Linked DNA regions of Mus musculus: region 1 is linked to region 2. The links are chromatin contacts, called in public HiChIP or PLAC-seq maps. All regions are on one chromosome and are shown on one strand. Each heading gives the region's core, a stretch centred on a gene start, on an enhancer-like site or on the middle of the called end of the contact. The rest is flanking DNA. Distances are from core to core; before and after follow the strand shown.

Evidence for each region. HiChIP or PLAC-seq counts read pairs in DNA pulled down with a chosen protein or histone mark.
Region 1: a contact with region 2 is called in an H3K4me3 HiChIP or PLAC-seq map of bone marrow-derived macrophages, with 2.7 times the contacts expected there. The contact joins the promoter of Gnmt here to the promoter of Gtpbp2 in region 2. A contact is called at or near these places in 1 of 115 datasets of contacts at active chromatin or transcription factors (bone marrow-derived macrophages) and 1 of 9 other capture datasets (adipose tissue).

What each region holds. Positions count from the first base shown.
Region 1 is chr17:46,725,682-46,732,084 of GRCm38.p6, reverse strand. Gnmt (glycine N-methyltransferase) reads left to right here and starts at 2,920. Exons shown (of 6, transcript NM_010321.1): 1 at 2,920-3,139; 2 at 4,693-4,820; 3 at 5,369-5,479; 4 at 5,674-5,816; 5 at 5,903-6,024; 6 at 6,114-6,403. The coding sequence starts at 2,934. The coding sequence ends at 6,285.
Region 2 is chr17:46,157,932-46,164,088 of GRCm38.p6, reverse strand. Gtpbp2 (GTP binding protein 2) reads right to left here and starts at 3,057. Exons shown (of 12, transcript NM_019581.3): 1 at 2,763-3,057; 2 at 580-606. The coding sequence starts at 2,948.

The DNA.
Region 1 (6,403 bases), core at 1,671-4,170, 570 kb before region 2:
CATTTTCCCTTTTCCCCTTCCTTTCCCTTTCCCTCTTTCCTTTCCTGATTTTGGGGTGGTTCTCACTCTGTTGCACTGGCTGGCCTGGGAACTCCGGAGCTCCCATGATTTCCTGCCTCGGCTTCCTCCGTAATTGAGACTCCGTAGTGTATGCCAGGAGTCTGTCACGGGTATCTAAGCTGGGCATAGTGGCTCACACCTATGACCCCAGCCTCCTGGAAGCTGAGGCAGGAGGCTTGCTTTCAAAACTAAACCTTATAGTAGTACCAGGACGGCCAGAGCTACATAATAAGACTGTCTAGACAGTGCCTCTCAACCCTTTGAGGTCACGTGTCAAAATCCTGCATATCAGATATTTACATTATGATTCATAACAGGAGCAAAGTTACAGGTTTGAAGTAGCAAGGGGATAGTTTTATGGTTGGGGGTCACTGCGACAGGAAGAACCGTATCATGAAGTATCACAGCATTAGAAAGGTTGAGAATCACGGGTCAGCAAGATGGCTCAAACGGCAAAGGAGCTTGCTGCCAAGCCTATGACCTGAGTGTGGTTTCTGGAACCAATATGGGAGGAGAGAAGGGAGTCTTGCGTGCTGTGTGCTTTTTTCTGAACATACATTTTTTGTTGTTGTTATTGCTTGGGGGGGTTATTTATTTATTTATTTATTATATGTAAATACACTGTAGCTATCTTCAGACACTCCAGAAGAGGGCATCAGATTTCATTATGTTGTGAGCCACCATGTGGTTGCTGGGATTTGAACTCAGGACCTTAGGAAGAGCAGTCAGCGCTCTTAACCACTGAGCCATCTCACCATTCCCTTGGGGCTTTGTTTGTTTGTTTGTTTGTTTTTTGAGACAGGGTTTCCCTGTATAGTCTTGGGTGTCCTGTTGTTGTTGCTTTTTGAGTCAAGGTTTCTACATTGCCCTGGCTGTCCAGGAACTCACAGAGATCCAACTGCCTCTGCCTCCTGAGTGCTGACATTAAAGACATACATTTAGCTAGATGGTGGCGCTTTGTCTGTAATCCCGGCAACTCAGGAGGCAGAGACAGTTGGATCTCTGTGAGTTCAAGGCCAGCCAAGACTATACAGAGAAACCTTGTCTCAAAAAACAAACAAACAAACAAAATGCACCACCATGCCTGGTTCCCCAGTTTTAAAAACCCTAAGTAAATAAAAGATACCACTTAAGATGCTGAGATGAGATTTGAAAAAAGTCTAGGATTGATAGGTTTACCCCCAAAATGCTTTGATACGTGGCATTGGATTTACTTGAAATTCCCAAATACAGTTTCTCCTCTCTGCTTTGTCTCCACAGGGACTGATGTAGCCCAGATTTGCCTTGAAGTCTATGTACCCTAGAATATCTTTGAACTCCAGCTTTTCTGTTCTCAGCTGCCAAGTATAGGACTTACAGGCACACACCATCACACTCAGCCTCGAGAATCTTTCTGAGCATAGTGTCAGAGGCCTGTGTGTAGGGACATTGAGTCCCCAAGACTGAGCCTGGTCAGAACCATTTGAGATTGGCGCTGTGCTAACAAAAGTTAAAAAATATGGGCTGGAGAGATAGGTCAGCCATTAAAAGCCCTATCTGCAGCTAGGGTCGTAGCGCACGCTTTTAGCCCTAGCCCTTGGGAGGCAGAGGCAGTCGGATCTCTGAGTTCGAGGCCAGCCTGGTTTACAGAGTGAATTCTAGGACAGCCAGAGAAACCCTTTCTCACAAAAACCAAACCAAACCAAACAAACCACTTGGTCCTCTGTGGGGTTCAGTGTCCTCAGCACCACCGAGTGGCTCCCCACTGTCTACAACTGCAGGTTCAGGGTATCTGAAGCTCTCGATTCTGGGCTCCACGGGCGTCAGACACATACTGACATCTATGAAGTCAAAACAGCCATACCTACTATAAGAAGGTTAAGTCACACAACTGTGGGCCTCCTTCCATCTCCAGGGTTCACCCTGCATTGGGAAGGCGAAGGGAGGGCGGGCGGGCGGGCGGGCGGGATGCTCCCTGTCTTCTCTCTTCTTTCCACGTAACGAGTGTTCACAGAGTTGGAAGTGTGTGGGCAGGCAGGGCAGGCGGGGCAGGCTTCTCGTCGCTCACACGCATCTTCCAGAGCCGACTTTAGCCCGGCTGGGATCTTGTCCTTGGTGGGGTAAAAAGGGTGAGCGGGTAACACGAAACGGACCCTCAGGTTATACAGTGACGCTAGCCCGAGCGGGCGCCATGAGCACCTTCCCTGCCGACCCCCAACTTTCCTCTCTGAAGGTGCTCCCATGGAAAGCAGATGGAAGGCTTGCTATGTCTCCCACATTGTTCACTAATTCATTGAGCACTAATAATCCTCCTGTCTCACCTTACTACACCCAGCCTTTAAGAGATTGCAGAGTATAAAGCCCATGGATTGGAAGGCCCAGGCTACCTTAGGAGGCTCCTGGCTGGTATGGGGGAGGGGAAGAGAGACACGCCTATCTCCAGGTGTACTCTTGTACTTGGATGGGCATCTTTCTCAAAGACTGTTCATAATGTCCCGACACAGTGGCTCTCTTTAGCGGAGTGTTCCCTCCACTAAATGATAAGCAGTGTTGTGTAGACACTGTGCTGGGCTGGGCATGTAATAATTCTGTTTTGGGTGGATTTCAGGCTTCTTCCCCTTCCTCCTTGGGTAGGGGTGGAGTGATCTCTCATTGCTTTACTTTGTGAGTTCCTCCCGGCCACCCTGGCGAGTCCTATCTGACCTGTCTTACTAAGCCAGGTCCAGGATTGCTGTGCTGAGCCATCCTCAAGGCAGAGGCAGCAAGCCTGGCTCTGGGCCCAGGGCCCAGCAGGGGCGTGTCCCTGCTCTCACCTGCCATTGGCCAGGTGGGACTGCCTTGCCAGAGGATTATAAGTGCGGATCGCGTGGCCTGAGAGCCAGGCGCCGGTCAGGATGGTGGACAGCGTGTACCGTACCCGCTCCCTGGGGGTGGCGGCCGAAGGGCTCCCGGACCAGTATGCAGATGGGGAGGCCGCACGTGTGTGGCAGCTGTACATCGGGGACACCCGCAGCCGTACCGCAGAGTACAAGGCGTGGTTGCTTGGGCTGTTGCGCCAGCACGGGTGCCACAGGGTGCTGGACGTAGCCTGTGGCACAGGGTGAGTCCAAACGGGCCGGCCTGCTTAGGCCAGTCTGGGCAGCCTCTGCGGGCTGGAGCCTGGCAGGCAGTACTAGGGGGTCAAGAGCCCTTGCTCATCAGGGTAGTATGGGCATGGGAGAGCATCTGCCGAAACAGTGCGGGAAGGGGCCAGGGTGTGCGCAGAGAAGGATTCATGGGACAGAGCAAAATCCGAGCTTTGGGTCAAGGTGGATCCTTGGCTCCGGCGCTGTTCCTCCTGCGATTGGCCTCTGGCAGTGTGAACAGAACATTTGTAGCACGTTTGCACAGCCAAGTGCTGTGCCAGGAGTTTGGGTACGTGTGTTGCAAGCTGTAACAAAACCCCACGAGGTGAGCAGCGCTTTTCTCCAACCAGTAGTACTAAAGAAAAAGTCATTTCCAAGAGGTAAAAGGCCCCCATTTGGTGGAGAGGATACAGACCAGGATAGTGTCTGGCCCACACTCCCGACTCAGCCCAGAACTCACGGACACCTCTGACTGAGATATTTCCAGGAGCACCAGTATGCCAGGTTCTCAAGTGCACTTTTGTAGAATGCCTGACTATGATTTAAAAACAAAAACAACAACAAAAAGCCATTGAGCCGGTGAGATGGTCCGACTACTAAGAGCCCCTTAGGCTCTGGCAGAAGACAGGCTCTCAGTGCCTAGCATCTGCATCAGGTGGCTCATAATCGCCTGGAATTCCGTTCCAGGGGGAGGTTAGCGCTCCCTTCTGGCCGTGGAGGGCACTGTACTCACATGTACTACACATACAGACATAATTAAAAATAAAAAAAAATGTGTTGATGTCAGGAGTAGTGGCACATATATTTAATCCCAGCACTCAGGGAGTCCTAAATAGGTGGCTCTCTGTGAGTTCCAGGCCCTGCAGGGCTACATTAGGAGACCCTGTTTCTAATAAGAGGCAGCTGGGGAGATGGCACATGTTCTTACAGAGGACCCAAATTTGGTGCCCAGCACCCTCTCTGGGGTCTGCAGACACAAGGTATGCACATGATGCACATATTCAGGCACGACACATGAAATTAAATTTTGAAAAAAAATTTTTTTGAAACAGAGTCTCTCTTTGTAGCCCCAGCTGTCTTGGAACTCACTGTTTAAACCAGGCTAAAAAAAAAACAAAAAACAAAAAAAAAAAAACTCTCAAAAAATTTTTTTGCTACTTGATAAGGAAAATTCTTTTTTTTTTTTTTTTAAGATTTATTTATTATTATATGTAAGTACACTGTAGCTGTCTTCAGACACCAGAAGAGGGAGTCAGATCTTGTTACGGATGGTTGTGAGCCACCATGTGGTTGCTGGGATTTGAACTCTGGACCTTCAGAAGAGCAGTCGGGTGCTCTTACCCACTGAGCCATCTCACCAGCCCCCAGGAAAATTCTTAATGGGTCACTTGAGACCAGTAGAGATGGCCTGGGACAGGAAGCAGAGGAACGGACTCTGGAATGTTATGTCTGGGGAAATGTCACACACATTTGGCCTCCCAGGCTCCTCTGACTGGTCCTCTAGTCCCCCGTTTCTGACCTCATCCAGAGTGGACTCCATCATGCTGGTGGAAGAGGGCTTCAGCGTGATGAGCGTGGACGCCAGCGACAAGATGCTGAAATATGCGCTTAAGGAGCGCTGGAACCGGAGGAAAGAGCCATCCTTTGACAATTGGGGTAAGTCTGTCTGTCCAGGCCCCCCCAGACATGCACCTCCAGGGTCACTCTCTGCCCTGGCTCTCTCTTGCTGTGGAGCTGAATGGTTTTTCCTCAGGGCACGGTACAGTCCCTGTCAACTTCCTAAAAAGGAAGGCTTTGGCATCAGAGTAGGATTCCGGCTGGTAAGAGCAAGTTTGTTGTATTTATGGTGCTAGGCATTGAACTTGGGCATGCCAAGTAGACCCTTGATCACTGGGCTGCATTACCAGCGGTTTTTATGCTTTTCCCGTGTTGCCTGGCTTGGCTAAGCTAGATTTAAGTGATGCTCCTGTCTAACAGAGTCTAGAGGTGTACGTCAAGTCACTGGGCCCTACAGAGCTACTTTTAACTGTCTTATCACATCCTGTCTCTCCTCCCTACAAAAGCCCCTAAGTGGAGGGCTGGCTTTGCCAACTGTGGCTCTCTCCATCCCTAATGAGTCCCCATGTGTCTCTGGGAGGAGGTGGTTGCTTCTGTGCTGTGCTATAATTCTCGACTCCCCCCCCAACCCCTGCCCTGGCCTCCAGTCATTGAAGAAGCCAACTGGTTGACGCTGGACAAAGATGTGCTTTCAGGAGATGGCTTTGATGCTGTCATCTGCCTTGGGAACAGTTTTGCTCACTTGCCAGACTGCAAAGGTAAGCTGGTGGCCTTGGCTGTGGCTCTTGCCTTGAGCTCCCCCACGTCCGAAGATGGCTGGCCTGCTGCCCTGATAAGGCAGACCTGCATTTTGCCTGTCTTCTTTAGTGCTGGCACTTGGGAGGGAGACAGGGGCGGGAGGTGGTGCTGGAGGCCTAAGCAGATGGTGTCTGTGGCCCTGCCGGGAACCCAGGTGACCAGAGCGAGCACCGGCTGGCACTAAAGAACATTGCAAGCATGGTGCGGCCCGGGGGCCTGCTGGTGATCGACCACCGCAACTACGACTATATCCTCAGCACAGGCTGTGCGCCCCCGGGGAAGAACATCTACTATAAGGTTGGGCTGCCCCCCAATGGGAAGCGGGAGCTGGAGGGCCAGAAGCCCCGTGGTGGCTCAGGGAATGACGCAACCCATGCCCTCAGAGTGACCTGACCAAGGACATTACGACGTCAGTACTGACAGTCAACAACAAAGCCCACATGGTAACCCTGGACTACACAGTGCAGGTGCCAGGCACTGGCAGAGATGGCTCTCCTGGCTTCAGGTATGACGTGGTTTGGCAGGAGAGAGGTGGTGGTGGTGGGGAGACCTGAGGCCAGCAGCCCTCATATCTGGCTGGGGGCCCTGTTGCAGTAAGTTCCGGCTCTCTTACTACCCACACTGTTTGGCGTCTTTCACGGAGTTGGTGCGAGCAGCCTTTGGGGGCAGGTGCCAGCACAGCGTCCTGGGTGACTTCAAGCCCTACAAGCCTGGCCAGGCCTACGTTCCCTGCTACTTCATCCATGTGCTCAAGAAGACAGACTGAGTTTCTCCGGCTCCCAGAAGCCCATGCTCAGGCAATGGCCCCTACCCTAAGACCATCCCCTAATGCAGATATTGCATTTGGGTGCAGATGTGGGGGTCGGGCAAACGGAGTAAACAAT
Region 2 (6,157 bases), core at 1,808-4,307:
ACTTAAAACCCCGGGGGCCGGAGAGGTGGCTCCACCATTTGTTAAGAATCCATAGTGCTCTCTCAGAGGACCCAAGGTTGGTTCCCAGCACTCAGGTCAGACAGCTGACAACCTCCTTAAATGTCAGCTTCAGGGAAATCTGACACCCTACTCTGGCCTCTGATGGGTACCTGTACTCAGAAGCACATATTTAAATTAAAACTTTTCACCTGGTTTGGGGGGGGGGGGCATGACTTTAATCCCAGCACTTGGGAGGCAGAGGCAGGAGGATTTCTGAGTTTGAGGCCAGCCTGGTCCAAGGAGTGAGTTTCAAGACAGCCAAGACTACAGAGAAAGCCTGTCTCAAAAACCCAGAAGAAAAAAAAAATTAAAAATCTTAAAAATATATCAAACAAACAAATCCTTCGCCCTGACCACTCTAGCAGTGATTCTTTCCTTACACAGTGACCTCAGAGAGCTCGCCATGATACCATGCAGCATGAAGCCACATCATCAAGTTGGAGAGCTATCAGAGAGATCACCTCCCACTGACAAGGGCAACTCCATCCATTCCCTTCTCCTCCCCAACGCAAGACTCACTTTATATTCGATGTTTCCATCTTCAGCCTGAAAAGAAACAGGAAGCAGTTACCATATCCTGTCCAGACCCCCATCCCTACTTCCCCTCAATTCCCAATGACCTCAGGCACAGAAAGCAGGAAGAAAGCCCAACTGGCACCTGCCAGTGCTGGCATCCGCCAAGAAGCAGTGGAAGACAGATGCTAAGCTTCCATGTGGCCTCTGAGGAAAGGCCTGTAAGGACACAGCAAACCACCCGTTTATCTAAGATCAGAGCACCAAGTCTTCAGCACTGATCTTCCTAGACACAAGCTCACCTCTCTGCCCCCACCCGCCACAGCCTCCAACTGCTGCGCGGGCTCGGGTATTTGGTTTTGGTTTCTTTTTCTGTGTTCAGGATATTGAAGCCTTTCTTTTTGACATCCATCTGGTAGACACTACTTCCTTCTGGCCCCTCCCTCTCAGCTGATGCCATCAAGTGTAAGAGGCTACAGGCTCTGGAACGGAGCCAAAGTATGAACTCAGCACTGGTCACTACAAACGCCCCCGAGATAAGAGGCCCAGGTAAGAGAGGAACAGAAGTCCGAAGTTGGGACTTACCCAAACAAACCAGGAAAGCTTAGGGGCAGACTCCATAAAGTGAACTCACTGTGGCTTTTTATGCCCTTTTCATGCCTCAGTGAGGTGAAACCAGGAAACCATCACATAACCTCTTCGAGCAACAGCCACCTTTTGGGCTGTGTGCCACACACACCTGCCCCGCGCCACCCTCCACCCTCCACCCCCTGGACAAAAGGTTATGTATGAGCTTGACTTATATACCGTCTGCCTGGTCTGCCTGCATTTCTGCGCTCCTCCTCTCTGGCCATTTTATTTTTCTCTTTCCCTCTTGGTCATCATGCTGTCTTTAAAGTCCTTAGAGGTGTCTTTATCCATACTGTCAACCACACCATGGAATGCGTAGGAGCTCTTTTCCCATCAACAAAGAAACCTTTCTACTCTTCTGCTGAAGGTGAATAATTAGGATAGCTGACTATAAAGATGGTAGAAAGATAATCTTGGCCAATGGTTCTCAAAGACCATTGTGGTGCTAAGACCACAACATTAGCTTGTAAGAAATGCCAAACAATCAGGCCCGTCTCTCACCCACTGAATCAGAATTCTATGAGCAGGAACAGCAACCTGAATCACTCTGGTGCACACTTAAAAGTCATAATCACCCATTGAAGCTCTTCCCACCTTGGGTTCTCCCATCTTTGTTTTTCAAAACAAGGTTTCTTTGTGGAGCCATGGCTATCCTGTAACTTGCTCTGTAGACCAGGCTGGCCTTGAACTCAGAGATCCCCCTGCCTCTGACTCCCAAGTGATGGGATTTTTTTTTTTTTTACATTATTTTTATTTTACGTGCATTGGTGTTCTGTCTGCATGTATGTGTGTGAGGGCATCAGACTTCCTGGAACTGGAGTTGCAGACCGTTGTGAGCAGCTATGTGGGTGCTGGGAACTGAACTGGGGGTCCTTTGGAAGAACAGACAGTGCTCTTAATCGCTGAGCCATCTCTCCAGAGTGATGGGACTTAAAGGCGAGCCCACTAGCTCCCGACTGGGTTCTCCTATTTTAAGAGGAAGGAAAGTAGTCTTCTCTGCCTTGAGGACTCCCAGAGCGGGTTCGTGCGGACTCTTCTCTGTGTCCACAGCCCCACAGGACAAGGAAAGGGCAGAGGGCTACGTCTAACTGTTCTCTGGTTTAATGTGTGTGGGTACTGAAGAATAGGGAAGGAACACATTGCTCTTGTCCCGGCTACTCCCCTTCTCCCTGTGGATTAAGTTTAGAAAAACGTTGGTTACTCTGCCTGCCCTCTTTTCCCAGTACAGTGTTCCTTCCCCACTCCCAGAGTAAGTAGGGGTTCAGACATCCTCTGCTCTTCTCAAGAGGAAAGGATCCCCGGTTCCCACTAATCCAAAGGTTATGGAGGTGAAAGGGGCAGTCCCTTCCCGAGGTCCTGACACTGAAAAGGATCGTCCAGTCTTGACGATCCCGCTTTGTAGGGGTCTTGGAACAGGAGGAGGGGTTCTCTTCCCCGGTCCTTCCTCCCTTGGGTCTTGACACCGGAAAGGGGGATTGATTTTCTCTCTCCCGCCTCCTTGGAGTCTCGGGGACCGGAAGAGTAGTTCCCCATGGCTCCGCCACTTTTCAGGTGCTCACCTCTGGGGGCAGGTACGGAGGGTTGTTGGCTTTACCTCCTCTGTTCCTTCCGTTCTTCTTCTTCCCCTTTGGGCCCCCGCAACTGCTGCTACCGCCGGCCCCCCGAGCTTTGAGGTTTCCACCCATGGCCGGGCCTCCTCCGGGCCGGCAGCAGCCGCCGAACAGCTCCGATACCCGCGAGTCCATCCGCCGCTGCCACCAGCCCCCCGCCCGACCCCTCCCCCCCGCCACTGCCGCCGCCCCTACTGCCACCGCCGAGTCGGGCCAGCCGGAGGAGAGCGGGGTGTGGCCCACTGTAGGCCACGCCCCTGCCTTCCCTGTCCTCCTAGTCGCGTCAGAAAAAGCCGCAGGGCATCAAGGGATACTGAGTCCGCAGCTATGAGATTTAGTGCTAAAGAATGCGAGTTCGAACTACAATTCCCAAGAGGCATCGCTATGCGAGAGTCACAGGTGGCTTCGGGGGCGAGGGCAGCAAGCGCGCCTTGAGCGCAAAGACTAAGGGGAGTTGTAGTCGGCACCCAGTTTCCCGTACTGCCAGCGGCTTCTCTTCTAGGGGCAGTAGGAAGGCTTTGTGGCCTGAGATTAGGGACAGTAACCGGAGGTGAAGGGCTTATATCAGAATTGAACTGGGTTTGACCTTTCGGCGCTGACCCCAGACAACAAGTTAAAAATCGGGGAGGTTGGATCTGACAGCCTGCTGGCTCCACCTCTGCCTCAGTTTCTTTCCTGACGGCTGGAGTGCTGTCGAGTGAGTCAGGGCAAAAGCTAGGGCGGAGGCAGATGGTAGTTATAGCATAATTAGAGCTGTTATTGTGACGATGATTATGCCACCCTTGCAATATAGTCACTGTTTTATTACTTGGGTGGCACAATCCGGGGGTTGGTTTTAGCAGCCCCAGGCACCGCAGTGGCCAGACACGTGTCCAGGACCCATAAAGCAGCCAGCTGCCTAAGGTTTGGAGGGTGCCTACTGCAAGTATCTCTCCTCCCCTTTGTTTTGAAGTTTAGCCAATCCCGGAAAACAGAATTTGGTTTAAAACTTGTCCGGAGGAGGGGCCTGGCCCCTACTTGGGGCGGAGCTGGGGTTCCAGTTACGTCAACCACCAGGGGGCGGGGAAAGTAGCCAGGAATAGAACTTGTCCTAGGACGCCAGGGGATTGCTGATTTGTCTTTCTAGCCAAGCTGTCTCTCCTGTCCTTCAGAACTCTCAGAGCGACATAAACCAGTATACGGGGCACCAAAGGCTCAGAATGGAGAAGCAGAATTGCTGGGCACAGAGTCAGGACGCCAGGGTTCAAATTCCAGCGCCGTGGCTATCTCATGACTCACAGTACGTCCATTCCCCTCTCTTCACAAACAACCAGGTGTTCACACATAGCCAAGAAATAGAACAGAGTTTGAAAGTTCTCCACGGTACGGTAGGAGCACTTACCTCTGGTGTACTCTGAAGGAGTTCAGACCTGGTTGAGTCCATAACTTCTGCACAGTTCCACATCGAAGGAGACGAGTCTATTGAGCATGCAGTCGCTGTCCACATTGGATAGTTTCCACACCAGCTATATACCAAAAGAACCAAAAGTTGAAAAGCCTTGCAGATCAGCCATTTACCTGGGTCTTCAGTAAAGGAAAGTAGGTGTCTTTTCTGTATGCTATCCTGTATGCTTAAGACCAGGATTGCCAGGAAAAAAAAGTTTTTAGAGATGGAGACTAGAGAATTCAGTGAGACATCTCAAAGGATGGGAATAGAAAGGAAGAGACATCCCCACCCCACCCACACATTATCACCACAAACAGGCCGGGTTCTCTCACCAGCCAGAAACCACTGCACTCAACTGATAACTATTTTTTAAATATCCACGGATCTTCCAGCAGTCACCCTTTAACACACAATTCCATCCCAGCCAATTCTCCTTAATGGATACCTTCCTTTAAGAAAGGGTGGGGCATGATATAACCCATTCTTGAACAGCCTGGCCTACCTACAGAGAGAAGTGAGGGCTGGCAGAGGAGAGAGGCCACAGGATGCCTGCTGGGAGACCAGGGTCCTGGGGAGTGGAGGTGGTATAAGTGGCCAGTTTCCTAGACAGGTTGTTTACGAGGTGGCTGCCTATAGGATGTATATAGTGTGTGCTTATATACACATCACATGCAAATATTTTTCCTGGCTTGTAGTGAGTCACTTGCTTTTACATCTAGTACCTTTGTATGAATATGCATTTTGTGATGTCACTTTCATGTGCTCTGACTTAGAGCAACCTTCCCCTCTGCTTTCTTGCTTGCCTGTCACCCTTAAGCCAACCTCATTATGACTATATATATATATATATATATATATATATATATATATATATATATGTTTTTTTTTTTAGGAGATTTTGAAAAGTTTTACTCTTGGAGCTAGAGAGATGGTTCAGTGGATAAGAGCTCTTGCTGCTCTTCCAGAGGATCAGAGTTCAGGTCCCAGCACCATGTAGGGTGATTTATCACTCCTTGTAGTTCCAGCTCCAGGGAAACCGGCACCCTCTTCTGCCCTCTGAGAACACCACACTTTGGCACACAATTCCAATTACAGATATACACATAGTTTAAATGTGTGTGTGTGTGTGTGTGTGTGTGTGTGTATAAAATGTTTAATCTATATGCATGTGTGTACACTATGATGTACATGTGGAGGTCAGAGGGCAACTTGCAGAAATTTATTCTGACTTGAATTCAGGTCACCAGACTTGGCAGCAAATGCCTTTACCCACTAAGCCATCTTCCTGGCTCTGATCTTTTTGTTTGTTTGTTTTTTGTTTTATTTACACTAACAACTGAACCCAGAGCCTCCGTGCTTGATATGCACAGAGTCTTCTACTGAGTTGTTCTGCTAGCTTCCTGCAGTGATTTTTCTGGTGGGTTTTGGTTTTGTTTGTTCCTTTTTTGAGACAGGGTTTCTCTGTGTAGCCCTGGCTGTCCTGGAACTCACTTTGTAGACCAGGCTGGCCTCGAACTCAGAAATCTGCCTGCCTCTGCCTCCTGAGTGCTGGGATTAAAGGCGTGCGCCAACATGCCTGGCAGTTTATTTATTTTTTAAAGATTTATTTATTTATTATTTTAATAATTAAATTTACATTTATTATAAATATATTTATAATATACTATATTATGAATATACATTTATAATATAGTATTATAAATTCATATTTATAATATAGTATTATATTATAAATACAAAATTAAAATATATAAATATATTATATAATATAAATATAATATGTTTATATGATAAATATTATATATGTGTGTATGTATATGTATATATATACACATACTCACACACACACACATATAAATCAATTGCAGCTGTCTTCAGACACCTCAGAAGAGGGCATCAGATCTTGTTATGGATGGTT